2 separate regions of the Drosophila melanogaster genome follow, and region 1 is linked to region 2. Evidence: chromatin contacts called from public Hi-C data. All regions are on one chromosome and are shown on one strand. The core of a region is the stretch at or near the end of the contact, and the rest is flanking DNA. Distances in the headings are between cores, read along the strand shown.

Evidence for each region. A called contact is a pair of places that touch in the nucleus more often than the background predicts.
Region 1: a contact with region 2 is called in a Hi-C map of the Kc167 cell line, with 1.7 times the contacts expected there. The contact joins two enhancer-like sites. A contact is called at or near these places in 6 of 107 Hi-C or Micro-C datasets (the Kc167 cell line, the ML-DmBG3-c2 cell line, the S2 cell line and 3 more).

The regions. Positions count from the first base shown.
Region 1 is chrX:22,741,503-22,746,797 of dm6, forward strand. All of the region lies in intron 3 of lncRNA:CR44997 (long non-coding RNA:CR44997), which reads left to right. Among named protein-coding and RNA genes, the nearest start is that of lncRNA:CR44109, 23 kb to the right of the region's middle. Within about 2 kb of position 3,664, at least 3 of the 39 cell types and tissues checked have an H3K27ac peak or open chromatin away from gene starts, as enhancers often do. A contact at or near this core is called in the Kc167 cell line, where this site is marked.
Region 2 is chrX:22,584,507-22,589,475 of dm6, forward strand. Cda4 (Chitin deacetylase-like 4) reads right to left here. Exons shown (of 8, transcript NM_167788.2): 7 at 3,959-4,344. Among named protein-coding and RNA genes, the nearest start is that of CG17601, 40 kb to the left of the region's middle. Within about 2 kb of position 2,680, at least 10 of the 39 cell types and tissues checked have an H3K27ac peak or open chromatin away from gene starts, as enhancers often do. A contact at or near this core is called in the Kc167 cell line, where this site is marked.

The sequences.
Region 1 (5,295 bases), core at 2,414-4,913, 160 kb after region 2:
TAAACTCCTTATTCTACCTAATAGCAGTTTTTACTATGTGGGCTTTATAAATTTTTGATAGGATTTCGGTGCAATTTTAACTGGAGACCGCAGTACTTTTTGTAATTGCACTTTAGCAACTATTTAAATTTATTTATTTATTTACTCTGGCTCAAATGTAGGAAAAAGCGGGTCAAAACAAGAGAGAATGGTATAGTCAACTGCGTGCGAACGAGTAATTTCATAATTTTTCTCGGATATCGAAAGATATTTGAGATAATAAAATCAAAAAAAAAAATTTTAAATTCTTCAAAAGTGTGGGCGTGTCCGGTTTGGTCGTTTTGTAGGTGAAAGGAGGGGCGTGGCCACAATGTATTTCGTATACAGATAAAAATTGGCATAACAAACAATAAAACAAAGAAAAATTTAAACACTTTTCCAAAGTGCTACAGTGGGCGTAGCAAATAATTTTGTTTTGAAAATTGATAGAAATTTAAAGGACTAATAAAATTATAAAATATCTAACAATTTTTAATAAATATGGGCGTGGCAGTTTTGGGCGTGGCAAAAAGTTTTTTTCCAAATCGATAGAAATTTGCAAGACTTATAAAAATATGAAAAATATCAGCACATTTTTCAAAAGTGTGGGCGTGGCAGTTGTGTGTGATTTGTAGGCGTTAGATTTGACGTGGCGTCTATATCTCTGAAAGCTGCATGCTCACTTTTATAGTTCTTGAGATCTCGACGTTCATTCGGACAGAAGGACATGGCTAGATCGCCTCGACTATTGATCCTGATCAAGAACATATATACTTACGAATCATGGTATACCATTTACTCTACGAGTAACGGGTATAATTAGGGTATTGTAACTGAATGATAAAGAATTGACCACCTTTTATCCGTTTCATAGCTTAGCTCAACTTGTGTGATTCTTTTGCTTCTTTATTATTATAATTTACGACTTTTTGACAAATTATCGGCAGCGCTTGAGAATGGCAACAAGCGTAAATTTGAATAAATTATTTATTTCCCAGAATTGATAGACAGCGGAAAGGATCGGCTGGGCGCCACTGGGCTAAGTATTGTGGGAGTTGGGCCTCGAGCATTACTTGTGGGTGCGGGCAGCTACAGGCTGAGAAGTGGCAACGATTGCCCCAAAGTACGTCGAACGATTCCCATTTCCCAGCTATTGAAAGCCTCTAAATACAAATATTTGCTGAAGGAAATTCGGGTGCAAGCTGGGTCGTGGCAGGGGAGTGGAGGAGCCATATTGAGCCGTGTAGCAACAGCTGTTGTAGGCCATGTCGGGGGCACTTAATGGCCATTGAGTCGGAGCTCCAATTTCTGGCTGAAAAGGCGAATTTTATCAATTCATAATTCATTCCACTGTGTAATTAAATTTTGCTGTGGCCACACTTAACAGCGCCAACTCCCAGGGGATCCTTTGTACTTTTTGGACATTCTGGCGTTCGGGGGTGGCAAGTATCTACCATCCGCAACATGGCTACAAATTGATGCGACCTTATCAATTTCCGTTTCATTTGACATTAAGAAAACTGTTAGCAGCTCTTCCTCAGCGTCCTTACTAATTATTCTCAATTTTATTACGCTCAGATTTTTATGGTTTGTGTCTTTAGTAATCTCAAACTAATCTCTGACCGCATCCACCGATGCCAAAACAGTCTTGGGGCCAAAAAACAAATATCAAAACATTTTCGGTTTGCTTTGGCTTGCTTTGGTTTGGTTTTTCATTTTCCATTCGTCGGTCGGTCGGCTTGCACTTTTTGTTTTCTATTTTTCTTCAGGCTTTTTTGGGGGTCCGGGGCTTTTGGCAAGTGCAACCAAATTGAAAGCAAAGCCAAGTCATCAAGCCGGGTGCTAGGGCGAATGTAATTGCTGCCAGATTGGAACGGAACGGGGGTCATCCAGGACCAGCCCAGGAGTTAGGTAAGCCACAGTCCTATACTATGTGTGCACTGAGAAAAAGCATTCCAATCGAGTAAAGCATTTGTTTCGCAATGAAGATAAATGAATCTTAGTCAGACGCCTTACGATGTATATAAATTCTCGATGAGCTATTACAGCAGAACCGCTATAGGCATGACTGTCTGACTGTGAGTTTATTCACAAAAAAGGTCCTATATATAAAGAACTTGACAAAAGTTTTCATTCAATTGCACGAAGTGTATTAAATTGAGACGTCCGTACTAGGCAACTATATTTAAAGGATAGGATTAATTGGAAAATTTAGTTTGCAAGGTTAATTGACTTTCAAATTCTGGAAGGAATTTGCATTATTGGTAGTCGGTTGGTGGCGGTTAAGGTGGCTCGGACTTAATTTTTTCCGTGTCTGTAACTCAAACAAAGAACTGCGCCATGAAGTCAATGGCGTCAGATAAGCGACCAGACTTCGTAAACACAACGCGTTTTTCTCGATGCCATCTCCGAAAAAGAGCAAGCAAATGTAAATCGGCTGCAAAATTGGTTTCCTCCTCAAATGCGATTACAAATTGATGAGCCAGCCAACAGAGAAAAAGTATTAGAAAACAAGAGAAAATGCTAGAGTCGAGTTCCCCGACTATCAAATACCCGTTACTGAGCTAGTGTGAATGCGAACGCGAAATTTCATCATTTTTTTGGGATATCGATAGATATTGGGAAAGAAAATTTGACAACATTTTAAAAGTGTTCAAAAATGTGGGCGTGACCGGTTTGGAGGCTTTAGGGCTTTAGAGTGGGTGCGGCAAAAAGTTTTGTTTTGAAAATCGATAGATATTTAAGGGAATAATAAAATTATGAAAAAGTATTCAACAATATTTTAAAAAGGTGGGCGTGGGTGGTTATAGGGTGTACTCTAACAAAAGTGGAAAAAAGTTTTAATTTCCTTTTGCAAATCCATCCATCCATGCAAATCAATGCATTACAAGATTAATAATATTATAAAAAAAAATAACCAAAACCATTTCAAAAATGTGGGCAGTTTTGGGTAATTTTAGGGCGTTAGGATGGACGGGGCAAAATGGGTCAACAAACTTGCGGTGCGTCTATGTCTTTCAAATCTGTATCTGTATGCTGAATCTCAACTTTTTGCTTTTATAGTTCCTATGATCTATCTAGACGTTCATACGGATAGACGGACAGTCGGACAGACGGACATGGCTAGATCGACTTGGCTATTTATCATGGTGAAGAATGTATATACTTTTTATAGTTGGAAACGCTTCCTTCTACCTGCTACACACATTTCAATGAATCTAGTATAACCTGATACCCTACTCACCATAAACTACGAGTAACGTATAATAAGCCCACAGAGGATAAGGGAGCAAAAACAGGGGGAACAGGAAAGTTTACAGAAGGGCCTAAAAAGTCACAGTCGGATTAAATACAGACATCCGAAAATTACACACCATTGAGCCTTAAGACCCTGCTAAATCGAAAAGCAACCCCGGCAGCCAGAAGTCATTGAATTCAGCTACGAACTTTAAGGCTACAGCTGCGGAACTTCAAGGAAAAGTTCCCAAACCCACTAAAGGGTCCCTCATTTAATGCCAAGAATAATTTCTAATTATAAGGGCACACACACATGGGCAAATATTTAACGAAATTATTAATGTACACAGGACGAGAGCTTTCATTACACATTTTATCCCGAAAAGTATGCACCATTTCCACACAGCCCGCCATTGTGCCCTCTTTTCCTATGTCCCTGGCACACCAACTCACTCAAGTGCTCAACGCAGCGCACAAACAATTAAAAACCGTAAATGTCCCCACATGACAAAGTGTGAACTTAATTTCATTTCTGTAATTTACAAATGGTGACAGGAAGGGGTCCATGATAATAACCAAAGAGAAAGCGTTGTGAGAAGAACTAAATATAAATGAAAATGCTTTCTCCGAAAGCCACAAAAACGGAACGGCATCGGAGTATCGGAAGGGCGTAAGGATCGGCAGGACCTAAGCCAGTTGCCAGGCAACTCCTTCGACAATAACAAGCCAAACGAAGCACACATAAATGAAAGTAATTTTCCAAATACTTATGTGTGCAGTAGTTGCATTGTGCGACTCAGTGGGTACCGTCATTTTTCAAAGCTTAATTTCCACAAGAAGGCAAAAACGACAGGAATATACCTAAAAAAAACGAAAACAATAAAAACCAACTAAGTGCACTGGCAGGGTAAAACAAAACTTCAATGTAATGAAGCCGAAAGCAAAACACGTTAAAATATCCCTGCAAAGAAAAGAGCCAAAATGGAAAGTGGAAAACATGGCAGCATTGAGTCCTTTTTTTCAGCGAAAAGCGGGCGAAAGCTTTTCCTAGAACGCAAAGAATATTAACAGAATGTGCATAACGAGGTACTCAAAATGAAATGCAAGTAATGTGTAAAATCATTCCAGAATTCCAATGTGAAACAATTTAAGAGAAATGGCTAAACGAAAGGAATGCAATTTCGTAAGGATATTATGAAACAAAAAACGAATTTGGTTAAGTGTGGGGTAAAAATTAAAATAATTAACAAGATTTATTTATGAATTTTATGAATGAATTTTATTTATAGGGCGAGTTAAAATAAATAACTTCTTAAGCAAAGCCCATCAAGTAAACCAGCTATCAGCAGTGTCTATATTAGAATAGCTTACGTAAAATGAGAACAAAGAACGAAAGATGCAAGAAAAATGTCAACTTATAGTAGTAGCAAGTCCTTTCCAGCCAAGGGCTGCCTGCATCCTGTTGCTGAGTCTCTTTCAAATAATTTCCGAATCGCTGGGAGCTTTGCTCAAATGCATAAGCTCAGGCAAGCCAAACCAAACTAATACAGATACTTGGCGAAGGGAACTCGAGTCCCGAACCCTCGCCTTGAGCACGCCACACACTTAAGCTTATCCGGGATTTGGCTTCCTAATTCATTCATTTACCGCATATCCCTTCAGCGCAGACTGAGCTCCGCTCGATTCTGCCAAACAAAGGGACTGCAGCTGCATCAAGAGTTTGCTACAAATTGCCGAAGCACTCGACATCCGCTCAACTAAACGCATCGCAGTCAAAGTCGCATTCATAACCCTCCCAGCCCAAGCCCGAGCCCGAGCCCGAGCACGGGCCAGGGCCCAATCCCAATCCTCAATTCCAGAGCATTTCCCTGCTGCTTGTTTAGACGCGGGACTGCAAGTCCTCAGAGCCGGCATTACGCATACGACGCGTTGCCCCGCGCAAATGAAGTTAGTACTGCACTTAGGCGGGCGTCTGGTGCACTGCGAGAAACAACACCACCGAAATGGTTAAAAACTGAACATCCGTTACTAGCTTCGCCT
Region 2 (4,969 bases), core at 1,430-3,929:
CAGCAAGAGAGTTTCTCAAATTTAACTATGCCTATCTTTTTGAGCTTAAAATGTATATTGGCTTTACAAATGTTTTAAAATTGTTAAATTTTTTGTGTGCTTGAAAATGAGTTTGTTTATTTACAGATGTAGTATAGATGAAAAATATTCGAATGAAACAAGAAACACTTTTCACACATGTTTTTGCTACGACAGTGCACCTGTACGATGTACACCTGTGGCCCGGACAAAACAGTAATGATGATGGGCCGCATTGGGCGTGATAAAAGTGGCGGTGCTGAGGACCTAGGCAAGTTGATGCAAAAGAAAATTTTATGGAATTCTTTTGCGCTGCTCGACCGAGGGGTACGCATTTTCTGGCATCTCATGCAAAGAGTACGTTCCGCCCTCCCTTTACGGTTCAACATTTCGCCATTATCCCACTTTCCCCTTTTCACTTTCCCACTTTTCCATTTCCCGTGAAGGCGAAGCTTCAGCTCCAGATCCAGATCCAGCTTCAGGTTCAGTTTGATCCAGGTCCGAACGGCAACGCAATCTTGAAAGTCATTCACACTAATTAAAAACTTCGTACAATTGTGCGAGAAATAGTTTCGCAGCAGCTGCTCTTTCAGTTACCCCATTTCCCCTTTCATCCATCGCCCGGTCAGATCTTTATAATTTTAGCTTCTCTCTCTTTCAGTTTGCCGTAAACTAATGCATGAGGTGTGAAACAGGTGAAAGGAAACGGTGGACGGATGGACAGAGACATGTGCCGCCGTTTTGGTGAAAATAAAGTTGAAATTTCTTTAGGTTTGAAAACGGCAAGAATAAAAAGTTTCAGCTCGGTTACCGCCCTGAAATTCTCTTGACTATGGTTTCCATTAAGATGCTAGCATTCGAACGACACTAATTTTGGAGATTTTATGACGGCTGCTCAAACAATTTCTCTAGCGATAAAAAACATTTCTAATTTGGTACATGTTTGCAAGCTGCAATAGGACCTACTAGTTTTTAATAAGTGCTCGTTCATAATGTTAATTTTATAACCAAAAAAATGCGGATTAAAGAATGATATCGTTATCGTCAATGGTATTCCAAACAATAAGTGCTACGATCTGATTTCTGATCATATGCCCATCAGTGCTGTTATTCACCTCAACTCAAGACACGTAGACAACAATTACTTCCTACGGTTCCTCTGTTGGGATTTTTAAAGCTGAATTGTGAAGGAGGATTAATCTAAGCTTGGACTTAAGTAGCGCTGAGGATATTGAGGGCACTATCCAAATATTCATAAGCAAAATACGAATAGCTACGGCTAACGCTAGCCCAAAGACCTCCCAACACTCTAGTCAACATCAAAGAGGGCTTTTGCCTCCAAGGATAAGAAAGGAATACGCTAGAATTGATGATACGCCTGTCAACTCAATATATAAAAGGTTAGCGAACCGACTTCAAAAGGTTCCGGCAAGCTAAAATTGACGTACACTTGGAGAATGCTAATCCGGATGGATCATTAAGCTACTCCCTCATGAAACTAACCAGACGATTTAAGAGACAAGTGGTGCCAAAAGCTCCAATAATAAATCCATTATATGGAAAATTAATAGAAATTTACAAGACTGATAATGATGATTGTAAGATTGGGCGTGGCACCAGGAATCAACAAACTTGAGCCGCGTCTATGTCCCTGGAAACTGTATGCTTAATTTTAACTCTCTAGCTTCTATAGTTCCTATCTCGACGTTCATGCGGACGGACAGACGGACATGGCTAGATGGATCGGCTATTGATCCTGATCAAGAATATATATACTTTATATAGTCAGAAACGTTTCCTTCTTCCTGTTTCAACGAATCTAGTATACCCTTTTACTCTTAACTTGCATGACAGCTATAGAAAACGTAATTGTTATTCTTTTGCAGGAAATTTGTGAAGCCATTGGGTCCGAAAACTTTTCTTTTAAACAGAGTAAACAAAAGCTAATCAAATCTTTTAAGACGGAAAACACCATGGCTTGTTTGGAATTAAAAACCGTTTATTCGAAGATAGCCATCATGTCCCTTCTACACGATAACAAAGATGACTGATAACATGGCTAACACACACAAGCACTCGGGAGCAAGATACACACAAGCTCATACCACAACTGATGCCGATGACGAAGTGCGATTCTATCAGCATACCTTCATTAAACAAGGTTAACGTCTCTTTTTGCTCGTACGGCGGGACTTTCCGTCTCTCTCTCTCTTTTGACAGCAAGCCGGGTTAGCCTTCTTCGGCTCACTAGCGTTGTTGTTGCTCGCATTAACATTGTTTTTAGTTAGCCACGACCCCTAATACCGCGGTCCTGTTTTGGCTTTTTGTGTTGTTGCCCGCCACGTTCCACGTTCTCCCTCCTCTTCGTGTATCCCTTTTCGTTGGCCTGCGCCAGCACTGATATTTTTGAAATGAAACTTTAACAAAATTAAACTTTTCTCATTAAAACGTGCGATTTTTTCCCTTCTTATCCTTATCCAAGCTACTGCTCGTGTTCTGCTGATGATTTTTTTAAACGCTGACCACATCGTCGCCATTGTGTGGTGGCCAAAAGGACGACGGCTGGGTCTGAGATTCCGTTGAGAGTTGTGCATATGGTTGAGTGACTGACTGCCAGCAGGATTGGCGATATGCACAGGAGAAAAATTCTCAAACACAACACTTATTTCCTACCACAGTGCCTCAAAGTATGCAGCAATGTATGTCAAGTCGGACACCTATTCTTACCGAAAATTACCATTAAATCAGAGATTACTAGTAGTGTCTATTTCATTATAAATATATTGTAGTAATGCATATATATTTCAGTATACATTGTATATTAAATAATCAGAAGTATATCCCGTTTTTTTCAATGCACTCTGCGCACAGGGGTGCTGTTTGCTGTTTGTAAAGGGCTAGTGTGGGCTCGTGGAGCCCAGCTCAACCTGTCGACGGACAGGCAACATGTGCCGACGCTTCTACAAGCAATTTTTATAGCAATTGCCAATTTTGCTACTGCTCCAGCTTTCTGCCTCTGCCTTTTGCGGCCCACTTTCTCCCTGCTTTCTCCCGCTTTTCTTTATTCCGTCTTCCGGCTCTCATCTCTCTTGGTTTTTTTTTTAATTGAATATAAAACTTGCCAGCGGCAATCGGCAGGAAACGCCAGCTGCCCATGTGTAGATAGAAGTAGATGGTATGAGAGAGGGAGCCTGTTCCAAAGTTGGCTTTCAATTATGAAAACACCAACAACAAAAATATACTATGTATAAGGCCAAAAATGGAAAAAGTTGAAAAAATAAATTTATGAAAAAAAAAAACGCAGTGTGCGCATATAACAGACACAGAAACCCCTAACGATGTAAAAAAAAAATATCTAGAAAGTATATCTCTGAAAAGATATACAATATCATAAAGATAAAGTTTTGTTTGATATCCAAAAAAGACGGAGTTTTCTTGCATTTTAAACAAATTAAAAGCGATATGACCCATTAAATGTATGATTAAGTATGTGGCTTTTAATCATGGGTGGTGGTGGGTCAAGCGTAGGTGTATTGTTATCGTAGGTAAGGTACTACAAACACCCAATGTATTGTTTTTTTTACTATCAATTTGAATGTAAATACGTCTCCAGATAAAGATGAAGCATAAATACTAATAAACAGTCAATTAAAACTTAGAGAGAAAGCTGTAGTCGAGTTGCTCGACTATCAGTTACCTGTCAAACATCTAATGAAAGTGGGCGAAATGTAGCAATATTTAAAAATAAACTTTTCACGTTGATATGGACAGATGCCTAGATCGTTGCCAAATGCTCTGAGTTCATAGATCTAGGTAGTCATTTCAATGGTATTGATTTTGGTGTAGTATGTTTATAGCGATTAAAACATTATTATCCATATTATCCGAAATATTGGTATTTTCCCCCAATATCCCTAGATATTAAGTGTATCAAACTCACAGTTCGAGGGCCCAGTCAAGGAATTTGTGGAGGCCGTTCTCCAGCGGCTTGGTCTGGAACCAGTTAGTGTGGAAGGGCATCATGTATGGAGCCTTGTTCTGTTCGTAGTAGCGCGAAAAGTCCTCCTGTAGCCACTGAAAGACCTCCTCCTCGTCTAGGTTGTGCAAGACGCACTGGTCGAGATAGGGACAGTGACCGCCCTCATAGCCCTCCACGTAGTGTGTGTTCAGGGGAACCTCCCAAACGCCGGGGAAAGTGCGCGACGGACAGGTGCCGCTCTTGCACTCGTGCGAGATCTTGTAATCGAGGGTGTACGGCCACACTGGCACGGGTACCGGTGGAACGGTGATCGAGCTGTCATAGATGTACCCAAAGTCCTCCAGCACCTGGTAGTAAAAAGCAGACAGTTTTGGCATTTAAGCAATTAATAAATAAATAAACAATACATTTACAATTTATACAACACTTTGTTTAAAAGAGGTAAAATATGGAAAGTTTAAAAATGTATTTTTGTCAAAAGTTTTATTTTTCAGTGACCAGACTAGCAATATGCTTTGTAATGTATACATTTGTGTATTTAATCTAGACATAATGGGCATTTTGTGTGGCCAGCCCAACAGCTTTAATTTTACGAATGTTTGGTAAAGCACGTTTATTTTCATCATCCGAAGCTGAACCGTTTTTAAAAAAAATCGTAGATTTCCAACTTGACGGTATTGCACGTTCGTCCTTCTGTTTGCCCCCTATTAATTTGGGACATAAATTTCTATTATGTTGGTTTTGCATTGTTGGCTTTTTGAAAATCGACTTTTGAAAAAATTGTATGCCACAGAAAAGATTTGTTATTTAATTGATTAATTGTAATAAAATATGCTTTCCCTTCCTAGGATGTAAGGAAAGCATCGCTTCACACAGACAAAATCCATGAGTGCGATACAATACAACATCGATGGGCGGTCACGTCGCTTACACTCTTTCATTTGGGCCCATTATCTGCATAAAGAGATTTGC